Linked DNA regions of Mus musculus: regions 1 and 3 are each linked to region 2. The links are chromatin contacts, called in public Hi-C maps. All regions are on one chromosome and are shown on one strand. Each heading gives the region's core, a stretch centred on a gene start, on an enhancer-like site or on the middle of the called end of the contact. The rest is flanking DNA. Distances are from core to core; before and after follow the strand shown. Region 1 has its middle 11 kb from the start of Gm8817. Region 2 has its middle 24 kb from the start of Tmsb4x. Region 3 has its middle 38 kb from the start of Gm8817.

What was found. Hi-C and Micro-C count contacts between places; a contact is called where the count stands out from the background.
Region 1: a Hi-C map of pancreatic cancer cells shows a contact between it and region 2, with 5 times the contacts expected there. The contact joins two enhancer-like sites. A contact is called at or near these places in 13 of 484 Hi-C or Micro-C datasets (CD8 T cells, the G1E-ER4 cell line, LSK cells and 3 more), 8 of 115 datasets of contacts at active chromatin or transcription factors (effector CD8 T cells, embryonic stem cells, extraembryonic endoderm stem cells and 3 more) and 1 of 9 other capture datasets (embryonic stem cells).
Region 3: a contact with region 2 is called in a Hi-C map of pancreatic cancer cells, with 6 times the contacts expected there. The contact joins two enhancer-like sites. A contact is called at or near these places in 11 of 39 promoter capture datasets (the 3T3-L1 cell line, 3T3-L1-derived adipocytes, the HPC-7 cell line and 5 more), 13 of 484 Hi-C or Micro-C datasets (CD8 T cells, the G1E-ER4 cell line, LSK cells and 8 more), 7 of 115 datasets of contacts at active chromatin or transcription factors (bone marrow-derived dendritic cells, effector CD8 T cells, embryonic stem cells and 4 more) and 1 of 9 other capture datasets (embryonic stem cells).

What each region holds. Positions count from the first base shown.
Region 1 is chrX:167,058,180-167,061,479 of GRCm38.p6, forward strand. No RefSeq gene overlaps it. Among named protein-coding and RNA genes, the nearest start is that of Gm8817, 11 kb to the right of the region's middle. Within about 2 kb of position 1,737, at least 3 of the 459 cell types and tissues checked have an H3K27ac peak or open chromatin away from gene starts, as enhancers often do. A contact at or near this core is called in pancreatic cancer cells, where this site is marked.
Region 2 is chrX:167,232,097-167,235,245 of GRCm38.p6, forward strand. No RefSeq gene overlaps it. Among named protein-coding and RNA genes, the nearest start is that of Tmsb4x, 24 kb to the left of the region's middle. Within about 2 kb of position 1,540, at least 87 of the 459 cell types and tissues checked have an H3K27ac peak or open chromatin away from gene starts, as enhancers often do. A contact at or near this core is called in CD8 T cells, the G1E-ER4 cell line, pancreatic cancer cells and 1 more, where this site is marked.
Region 3 is chrX:167,030,613-167,034,096 of GRCm38.p6, forward strand. No RefSeq gene overlaps it. Among named protein-coding and RNA genes, the nearest start is that of Gm8817, 38 kb to the right of the region's middle. Within about 2 kb of position 2,194, at least 52 of the 459 cell types and tissues checked have an H3K27ac peak or open chromatin away from gene starts, as enhancers often do. A contact at or near this core is called in CD8 T cells, the G1E-ER4 cell line, pancreatic cancer cells and 1 more, where this site is marked.

The DNA.
Region 1 (3,300 bases), core at 487-2,986, 170 kb before region 2:
TAATGGGATCTGATGCCCTCTTCTGGAGTGTCTGAAGACAGCAATGGTGTACTTACATGAATAAAATAAATCTTTTTTTAAAAAGTGGGATATAAAATTTGTTGTCCAATCTCTTATGCTAGAAAATCTTGCTTCAAGTTAACAGTTTCCAAAGGATATTTTACTTTAAAGGATAGAATATAGTTCATACACTGCAAAGGTAATTCTTTTAAAGTTAGTATTATACTTATTTGTGTACTTTGTGTGTGTGTACTTTGTGTGTGTGTGTGTGTGCGCACACTTATCCCAACACACATGTGGAGGTCAAAGGAGTTGGTTTACTACTGCCAATATATGGGTCCTGGGGGGGGGATCAAACTCAGATCATCACACTTAGTGACAAGTGCCTTTACCATGGGTCTGAGCTAGGTCTTTTGCATATTTGTTATGGCTATTGCTTGGTGTTCTTATGGGACTCCTAACAGTGGGAATAGTGATGTATCTGACTCTTTTGCCTGTTCTTGGAACCCTTTTCCTCCTAGGGGGTTGCCCCATCCATCCTTGATATGAAGATTTACGCCTAATGATGTTATTGTAACATGTTATGAAATGTTTGCTGTAGATCCCTGGGAGGCCTGCTCTTTTTGGAAGGGTAATGGCAGAGGAATGGAACTGAGGAAGAGAAGAGGGGAAGACTGGAAGAAATGGAGAGAGGGGAAACTGAGGTCTGGATATATTGAAATAAAGAAAATAAAATTAAAATAAAAGAAGCCCACACATCAGTATTCTTTCCCATTCTCTCTTTCCCAACAATGAGATGTAACTTTAGGGGCAGTGAAGCTCAGCTGTATGGTTCTGGAATGGTGGATAATATACCAATTTGCACTTGCTCAAACCCATTGAATGAATAATAACAAGTATGAGCTCTCAGGTAAACTCTGGATTTTGGTAATAATGCTGTCAATGTGGGTTCATCAGTTGTTAATAAATATATCACCCTGATGGAAGGTGTTGCTCATCAAAGAGGTAATGGGACCAGATAGAGCTGAGAACTCTTTACTTCTTCTCAATCTTGCTATTTAACTTTAGCTTTAAGTTGAACATTCAAGAGGTTGAATCAGGAGGATCAGAAGTTCAAAAGCATTCTTAACTATACATAGTGAGCTCGAGGTCGTCATTGGTTATATGAGGCCCTATCTAGAAAAGAACAAAGGGAGAAAGAAAAGAAAAGAAAGAAAGAAAGAAAGGAAGGAAGGAAGGAAGGAAGGAAGGAAGGAAGGAAGGAAGGAAGGAAGGAAGGAAGGAAGGAAGAAGAGAAGAAAGGAAAGAATGAGAAACCTTTAAACTGCTCTGTATTAGTTACTTTTCTCATTACCATAGCAAAATACAGACAAAAACAACTTGAGGAAAAGAAGGTATTTGGGCTCATAGTTCAAGTATAATGTCATGGTGATCAGGGTGTGAAGCAGATGATCACATGCATCAACAGTTAGAAAGTAGAGATATATCTATGCTCTGCTCTCCTTCTTATGTAGTCCATGTCCCCAGCCCAAATAACAGTGCTGCCCACAGTTAGCATAGGTTTGTTCACGTCAGTTAACCAATTCCAGAAATTCCTTAATATACATGCACAAACTTGTCTTCTAGCAACCTATAGAGTAAATATTATCAGAGAGAGGGGGGGGGATCCATACATGGCTCAGCAGTTAAGAGTGCCTACTACTCTTTCAGAGAACCCAAATTACATTCCTAGCACCAATACTGAGTGTCTCACAAGTGCTTGTGATCCAGTTCCAGGAGGTCTGACTCACTTTTATGGATTCCTGTGGCCTTTCCTTCACTTTCATGGTGACAGCATCTGTCTACATGCAAGGCAGGTATAAACTGCAAGCAGGAGGAGGAAGGGGATACAGATATGGCTCAGTGGATAAAATGCCTGTGGCATAAGCATGGGAACGCTAGTTCGCCTCTCCAGCATGGAAGAGACAGACATAAGCAGACCACGAGTTCACTGGCCAGCTAGTCTAGCCAATCACTGTACCCCATGTTCAGTAAAATAACCTGTCTGAAGACACAACGTGGAGAGTGGCAAGTAAAGATGCCTACTGTCAGCCTCTGGTTTCCACATACACATATGCATTCACATATATGTCTATACGCACTTACATGTATGCACACACACACACACACACACACACACACACACTGAAAAGGAAGAGGAAAATGACACACTAGCTGACTAAGTCTCTTTCTCATCATAGACGGAAAAATGATTCTTTTCAGAAGGACTATTGTGCTTTGGCCTCCTGCCCAAAACCAGGTTGTGTGGCTCTTCCAGGATACAGGAGAGTCTGAGACACAGAGCTAGACAGGCTGCTCCTGCATACAGAATGGAGGTGCTGTTAGCTTAGAAGAAGGGAGTGAATTGATATTGTAATACAAATAACAGTATCTGTTATCTGCAGTCTCAATAACTAATTCCTGAGTGGTTTTCTAACAGATGAGTTAAGGCATATAAAGCAGCCTTTTTGATTGATAAAGCCGCCTTTTTGATTGGCATCTGCCTTCAAACAGTCTTCCTTCCTTCCTTCCTTCCTTCCTTCCTTCCTTCCTTCCTTCCTTCCTTCCTTCCTTCCTTCCTTCCGCTTTCTCTCTCTCTTTCTTTCTTTCTTTCTTTCTTTCTTTCTTTCTTTCTTTCTTTCTTTCTTTCTTTCCATCCTGTTTTCCCTTTTAAAAGAACAGGATCTAATATGTGAGTGATGGCCTCAAACCCACTATGTGGTTGAAAGTGCTTTTGTACTTCTGATCCACCCGCCCCACTCTCTTCAGTGTTGTCTTAGTTAGGGTTTCTATTGCTGTAAAGAGACACCATGACCACAGCAACTCTTATAAAGGAAAACATTTCATTTACAGGTTCAGAGGTTGAGTTCATTACTAGCGTGGAGGAATACATGGCAGCACACAGGTAGACATATTGCTTGAGAAGTAGCTAAGAATTCTACATCTGGATATTCTGCAGATTCCATGCACATAGTATGCTAGGCAAAAAAAAAAAAAAAAAAAAAAAAAAGACCTATCTCTGTCTTATGTATGTTTCAAAAGTGGTTCCCAAACTGTTGGGACCCTTTAATGCTGTAGTAATCACCCACCCCAACTCCTATCATAAAATTATTTTTCTTGCTACCTTCTAACTGTAATTTTTCTACTGTTATGAATCATAATGTAAATATCTGTGTGTTCCAGTGGGTTTAAGCAACCCCTATGAAAGGATCATTTGACCTTCAAAAGAGTTACAGCCCACAAATTAAAAACCACTTTTCT
Region 2 (3,149 bases), core at 290-2,789:
GCCGAGCTTGGGCAAGAAAGAGACTGTCCTCTCACGAGGGGGCACGTGCGCTGAGAAAATTGGCAAGCACTGCAAAGGGCTTCTCCCCACCCCACAAGTCAGTCACTGTCACTTCTCAGCGCACCTCAGGTTTAGCCCTCCTTTAAGAAAAGCCTCAGGAATGTTTTTTCTTCCTTGATAGTAGAGGTGAACAAAGTGAAGCTTTGAGGCGGTGACGAGCTCTGTAAATAAGCTCACCCAGCTTTTGAGCGGGGCGGCCAGGCCATGTTGTCAGCTCAGTGTATTGGCAACTAGCTTTGGGCTCCTTCTCCCACACCCTCACAGTCATGCCCGACTCTTCCACCTCTAAGGGCTACAGTTAGTCTAACTACCCAAGAGAACTGTTGGACTTAACAGCAAGTTCAACTACAGCCGCCACATTATTAGTAGTGGAGGGGCAATGGCGCTGTCATTGTGGCCAGAGGCTCACCTGGGTCACTGCTGAGCTAAATGGAGCGTGAAGTCCAGGCAGAGCATGAAGAACCACGGATTCTCCACCTGCAGCTGTAGAGGGTTAAAGAGCTTGGATGTAAACAAATGGCCAGGTCCTACAAAAGTACCACCACCACGGACTTCCTCTTAGATGACCTGCAGATATTTAAAGACAAGCCAGACACAAGTGCTTCTTTCAGAAAGGGACAAAGCAAATAATCAAGTTGACCTTTTGGGAACAGTGTTAATTGTGGCAGTTTAGGAGGAGGCAGAAATCAACTTTGTATAGTAATAGGCCTTCTATTCTTCTACCCTTGCCTCATTAAGGTTTGCATATTATTTTAAATGTGCCCGAGGTGTAAAGAGTCTAAAGTGGTTAAAGGGTGAGGTGATTTAATGAACCCAGGAACCAATCCAGAAGGCCTGGAACCACTCTGGGCCTTTTAAGAACTCCATCCATCCCAGGGGGAGAACTAATATCAAGTGAGTGACTTAAAGCTCCACAAAGCCTGGCTTGGCTTAGGGACTGAGTTTCATGGAGCCCAGGTGAGAGTCATTCCTGTACCGTGAATTCACCTAACCCTTGCTCTGCACTTCCATTTCTTAGGCACTCTAGGTGTGCTGGAGCAAAGCAGTGTGCTGTATCCAGATACCTTGGGGGCCCTGGCTTCACAGTGAGGCCCCAGGGTTCCAGGTGGGTGTTGCAGAGAACAAAGGTTCCCCACACTAAGAAAACCAGTTCTCCCAGCCTCCCAGCCGCAGCAAGTGACATCACTGGGAGCCAATAGAAAATTTGCACTGGAGTTTACTTGTTAAGGTCTGAATTGGATCCACGTAGACGGCTTATCTGACTGTGTAGGGCGAGGTTCCCGAACACTACCCTGTTTAGGAGTGCTCTCTGATACAGTGGGAATGTGGCTTTTAACCTTTTTTTTTTTTTTTTCCTGGCAGATTTCAGGCAGGTGAGGGGCCAGGTTTCAAAATCAACAATGAAGATACCACACCCTGAACGCCTGGCTAGCCCAAAGCTAGAGCACTAGGCGGACCTTTACTGCCATCTGCTGGCAGTCCTTGGTATCGATTCATAAGAGTGGCTAGGTTCCTCTGAAAAACAAAGCCTGACTAAGTTAGGCTCCTTATTTTACCTTAGTCTCCGTAGACAAATTGAGCTCCTTCAACTATATCAAAATGAGGTAGCCATGAGAGAAAGACACTCCTGATCTGATCTGATGGCAGTGTACCTTGTCTTTGGTCTTTTTGTTTGACTCAGGATGGCCTTTTTACCTTACTCTGACGATGACCTTGAGCTCTTGATCCTCCTGCCTCTACCTCCACCCCTTGCTGCCAAGTGCTGGTATGATTGGTCTGTGCCACATCTAGTTTATGTGTAGGGATGGGACATGGGTCTTTGTGCATTCTAGGCAGGCCTCTACCGACTGAGCTAGGACCTTTTATTTTTATAAAGCCCCATCATCCATGGGAAAATATAGGTATGTGGTAAATTTGAGGATGCCCTTGACTGAGTCCTGAGTCTGAGATGTTGATCACCTCACACTTTTCACTGCAGATGTGATCTTTACAAAGGCTTTCATGATGCTTCTAGGATTCTCAGTTCACGTGTGGGTGACCGTTTCTTTGAGCACAAATGGGATCCCCTGACTGGGTGTGAATACAGCATTCACCAAGGTCAATCCAAAGTAGTAGAAATTGCATCTCCAGAAGCATTCACTTCTCAGCACCAGCAACTTTCTCCTTTTCTCCCCTAGGCAAAGCAGTTGCTTTGGTGGAGGCACATAGCCCCTTAATTTTGCAAGTTTTAAGGCTAAAGCCAGCCACTCTCAAATCATAGCCGTCGGACCCATACTTCCACACTAAGAATTTAGTATATGTTTTCCTTCTATGTAATGTATATAAGCTGCAAAAGGGAGGGCCCTACTGGCCTGCAGCAGCAAGACTCAAATGCTGTGGAAAATCCCAAAATGTATAGGACAGATCCTTCTAATCCCTAATAAAGAGTAATGTCATCCAAGATCTTAGCAGTGCCACAGTGAGAAAATCTCACTTTCTAACACCCCAAAACCACCATGCCAGTGCTTATGACCCTGAACTTGTCTACTTCTACAACTGAGGCTTCCCTATGGCCTCTACATCCATGTGCACACATGTACACACATATGTGCAACTGTGCATTCATGTCTATGCACACTTATGTACTTGGTGCCTACAGAGGGCATCGGATCCACTGGAACTGGAGTCACAGATGGCTGCAAGCTGCCATCTGCATGCAAGGAATGGAACCCTGGTCATCTTCAAGAGCAGCAAATACTCTTAATCACTGAGCCACTCTCTAGCCCCTTTTATTTATACTTACTAGACAGTTAATGATGGCCATCTCCATCTACAGGTAGACACGTGTACACGTGACTATTGGTATATACATATGCATATTTAATGTTGTTTTCCAATGTAAATAATATCTCCAGAGTAGCCAACTTTGGTTGGATAAGCTTTGCTGTTTTGAAGGTAGAAATTCTTTCAAGATCAGAAAGTAATTGTTTCAATTATACCCACGGGATTTAATGCCTTTGAAAGTACAATATTCCCTATTAAGTCACCAGACATTTCCTTCAGTCGCAGCAGAGGATAACCTAGTCCATGGAGGGACTATTTTCAGTTGT
Region 3 (3,484 bases), core at 944-3,443, 200 kb before region 2:
CTGTGAGCATCCACTTCTGTATTTGTCAGGCATTGGCATAGCTTTGCAAGTGGAATTACAGATGTGCACCACCGTGTCTGGCTCATGCAGTGTTGGGGCTCAAACCTGGGGTTTTGTGCATACTAGGCAAGCACTTTACCTACCAAGCTACATCCCAAGCCCTTGTGTTATACGACTTATTTCAGACAAATACTAAGTTTTTCCAAATAAATACTGATATAACCTAGAACTTAAATTAACAGTAAATTTTAGTTAAATATTATAGACTGAACACTCCCAATTATCTCTGATCTACCCTCAAACCTACTAAAAAGATAAAAGATGAAGGCAAAAATATTAGGATCAGGAGAAATAAAACTAGTCAGCACGAAATACCATGATAGGTTTTATTTGTTCCTGTTTATTTCTTTTCTGCTTGAACTTCCTGTGCCTGGGTAATCACTTTGTCCTCTGAGCTTTGTGCTCCTTTGGCCAGTGCATAAGACATGTCTTAGGAGACGTGTCAACATACATCCGTGATTTGATCCTTTACAATGCTTGTGACCTTCCTCAGAATGAAAGTGCCCTAATAACGTCTTTTCTTATGCCAGAATGCCAGAATACAAAGATATATCAAGACAAAACCACAGAAGCCTAGCAGAACCACACTCATGTAACTTAAGCCCAAAATGAATGCTGTTGGGCTTGGGATGTAGCTCAATTGGTAGAGTGCTTGCCTAGCATGCATAAGGCCACGAGTTAAATCTTTGGTACCACATGAACCCGGTATTGTGATGAACACATGCAATCTCAGCTCTGCAGGAGGAGGGACAAATTCAAGGCCTACCTAGATGCCACAGTGAGCTATCCTGGGCAACTTAATGAGACCATATTTCAAATAGAATTTAAAAAGAGGGAGCTGGGGAACATAACTCAGCGAATTCTCCCCTTTAAGACTCAGACATGTCCCCAGATGGTGACTATTTGGGAAGCATTAGGAGAGACGGCCTTGATGCCAGAAGTAAGTCATTATGGGTAGGGCTTTAAGTTTCAAAAGACTCATGCCATTTGGTGTCTATTCTGCTTCCTGATGGGGGTTCTAGATATGAGTTCTCAGCTACCACTCCAGCTGCCTGACACCTGCTGCCTTTCCCTCTGCCACCCTGTACTCTAACCCTCTGGAACTCTGTGCATTGGTGTTTTGTCACAGCAGTCAAAAAGTAAATAAGGGGCTGGAGAGGTGGCTCAGCAGTTAAAAGCACTGGCAGTCCTTGCAGAGGAACTGGGTTTGATTCCCAGCCAGCTCACAGGGATGGGCAACTATCGTTCTAGGGAATTCATTGTCCTCTTCTGGCCTCTGTGAGGACTGCATGTACACGGTGAAGACACACATGCAGCTAAAATACCCAAACACATAAAGATAAATGGTAAAACACAATTTTTAAAAGATAAAGAGAAAACTAGTAAGACAGTGTTCTAAGGGTCCTTGGTCTTCATGCATGGTTCCTTAGACCCTTAAAGCAAGTGCTGCCGACGGGCACAGTGGAGGCTCCAGGATTTCTATGGTCCAATTTCAGGATTCACATGGTCTCACTGCTGCCATCTCCTATTGCTCGAAATGCTTGCACACCACTTACACTAAAGAGGAGGGGGTACAGACATACCATTGCTGTAAAGTATGTTAAAGAATTTGTAGCTGTGCTTTTAAAACATGATTATGAAAGGAGCTACCACACGAAATGAGAGAGAAGAAATCCAGGGATGAGAGTCATATATATGTAATTCTTAGAAGAATAATATTCAGCTTTAATTTTATGATGATTAAAATAGAAAACAAAACTGTTCTTTCCCCTAAAGCCATAAACAGCAGGATCTCTTTCTGTTTGATGCCTGAATCTAGTAGCCTAATGTGTAAACCGAAAGTGTTTTTATTTACTCTGGAATGTCTCCTCCTCTTTCCTTTTGATACAATTCTAATCTCTTGTGGGTGAATAATTGCAGTTCACGTCAGAATAGAGAAGCAAATCTTTCCTAAACCAACTCTCATGACTTTGTTTGGAAGCATGTTTTTAGGCATTCACATAAAAACCACAAAAATGTGTGTGTGTGTGTGTGTGTGTGTGTGTGTGTGTGTGTGTGTGTGTGTGTGTGTTGGGTTTCCTTTCATTATCGGCTGCTGAGAAAGTGGGATAGGTGGAGACTGGAATGCAAACACTGGAAAGTCTCCACAGTCAACTGAAAGGTTGGGAACAAGAGGCAGGCAGAAGCTAAGCACATTTGCAGAGGGCAGACTTCCCCAGCAAGCAGGAAGTAGAAAAGTTCACAAGTTCAGTGAAGAGGACATTCAGAACCAACCTCTTGGGGACACATTATCGCCTCCATTGGACACATATTCTTCTTAATGTATAGCAGCTGCCTTCACAGAGCTCTGGGGGAGTTTCTAACCCTAGTGGAAGGCAGAATTCACAGAGATTGTACCTGCTCTGTGTTTTAGAACTGGAAGGAAAATGGTCTTTCCTGAGTGTTCCCAATGGGGGCAAGGAGTTTGCCTCACTGAGGTTCTCTCTTCACATTGATTTCTCAGTAGGGTCAGTGGCCATTGATGTTTTGTCGCTTGTCCTAAGTAAATGTGAAGTCTGTCATTACAGGGGGCCTCACAGAAGGAAGGTGTTAAGCTGCAGACTTAGGATGAAATCCCAGCCAACAGCTGCAACCAACACTGTAATTTTAGACTGAAGTCCAAGTTCAAGAGATTACCCAGAAACAAAGGAGACTGCTATTCTTCTAGGGACAGAGTAGCCAGCAGCTCCCCCCTCCCGCACCCTCCCCCCAGGATGTTAAAGTTCAACCTTTTCTTGGGAGAGCCATTTTGCTTAAATCTCAAAAGTGGATTTTAAAAAAATTATTACTTTTCATTTATTTACTATGTGTATGCAGGTATGTGCAGTAGGGGCAGATGGGCCGGTAGGGGCAGATGGGCCGGTTAGTTCCCTCCTTTCTACTCTGTGGGTCCGGAGGATAAGATTTAGTTCCTAAGGCCTGTTGGCAAGTATCAGTCTGTTGTGGCAACAAAATATCCAACAAAGCAAGTTAAGGAAGGGTTGAGTTTGACTTCGAGTGTGGGCTATGGTCATCACAGTCAGAAAGGTACTGTGGCAGGAGCAGGAGGCAACTGGGCAGGTTGTGTCCACAATCAGGAAGCTAATGAATGCTGGTGTTCAGCTCCCTTCTTTTAGCTCAGGTTACTCCAGCCCTTAGGATGATGTGGCCCCAAGTTAGGGTGGGTCTTCCCCCTGTCAATTTACCTAGAAAAGCGCACAGACATGTTCAGGGTCTTGTTTCCATGGCAAGTCTGAGTTACATCAAATTAACAATCAAGACTAACCACTACAATTTCCTTCTTAGAGTTATTACTTAAATCCGTAAGATTTAAGAGGTATTTGTTTCTATTTTCTGACATATGTGCTGTTCGGAGACAGGGAATTTTTAACGCTGAAAATAGCAA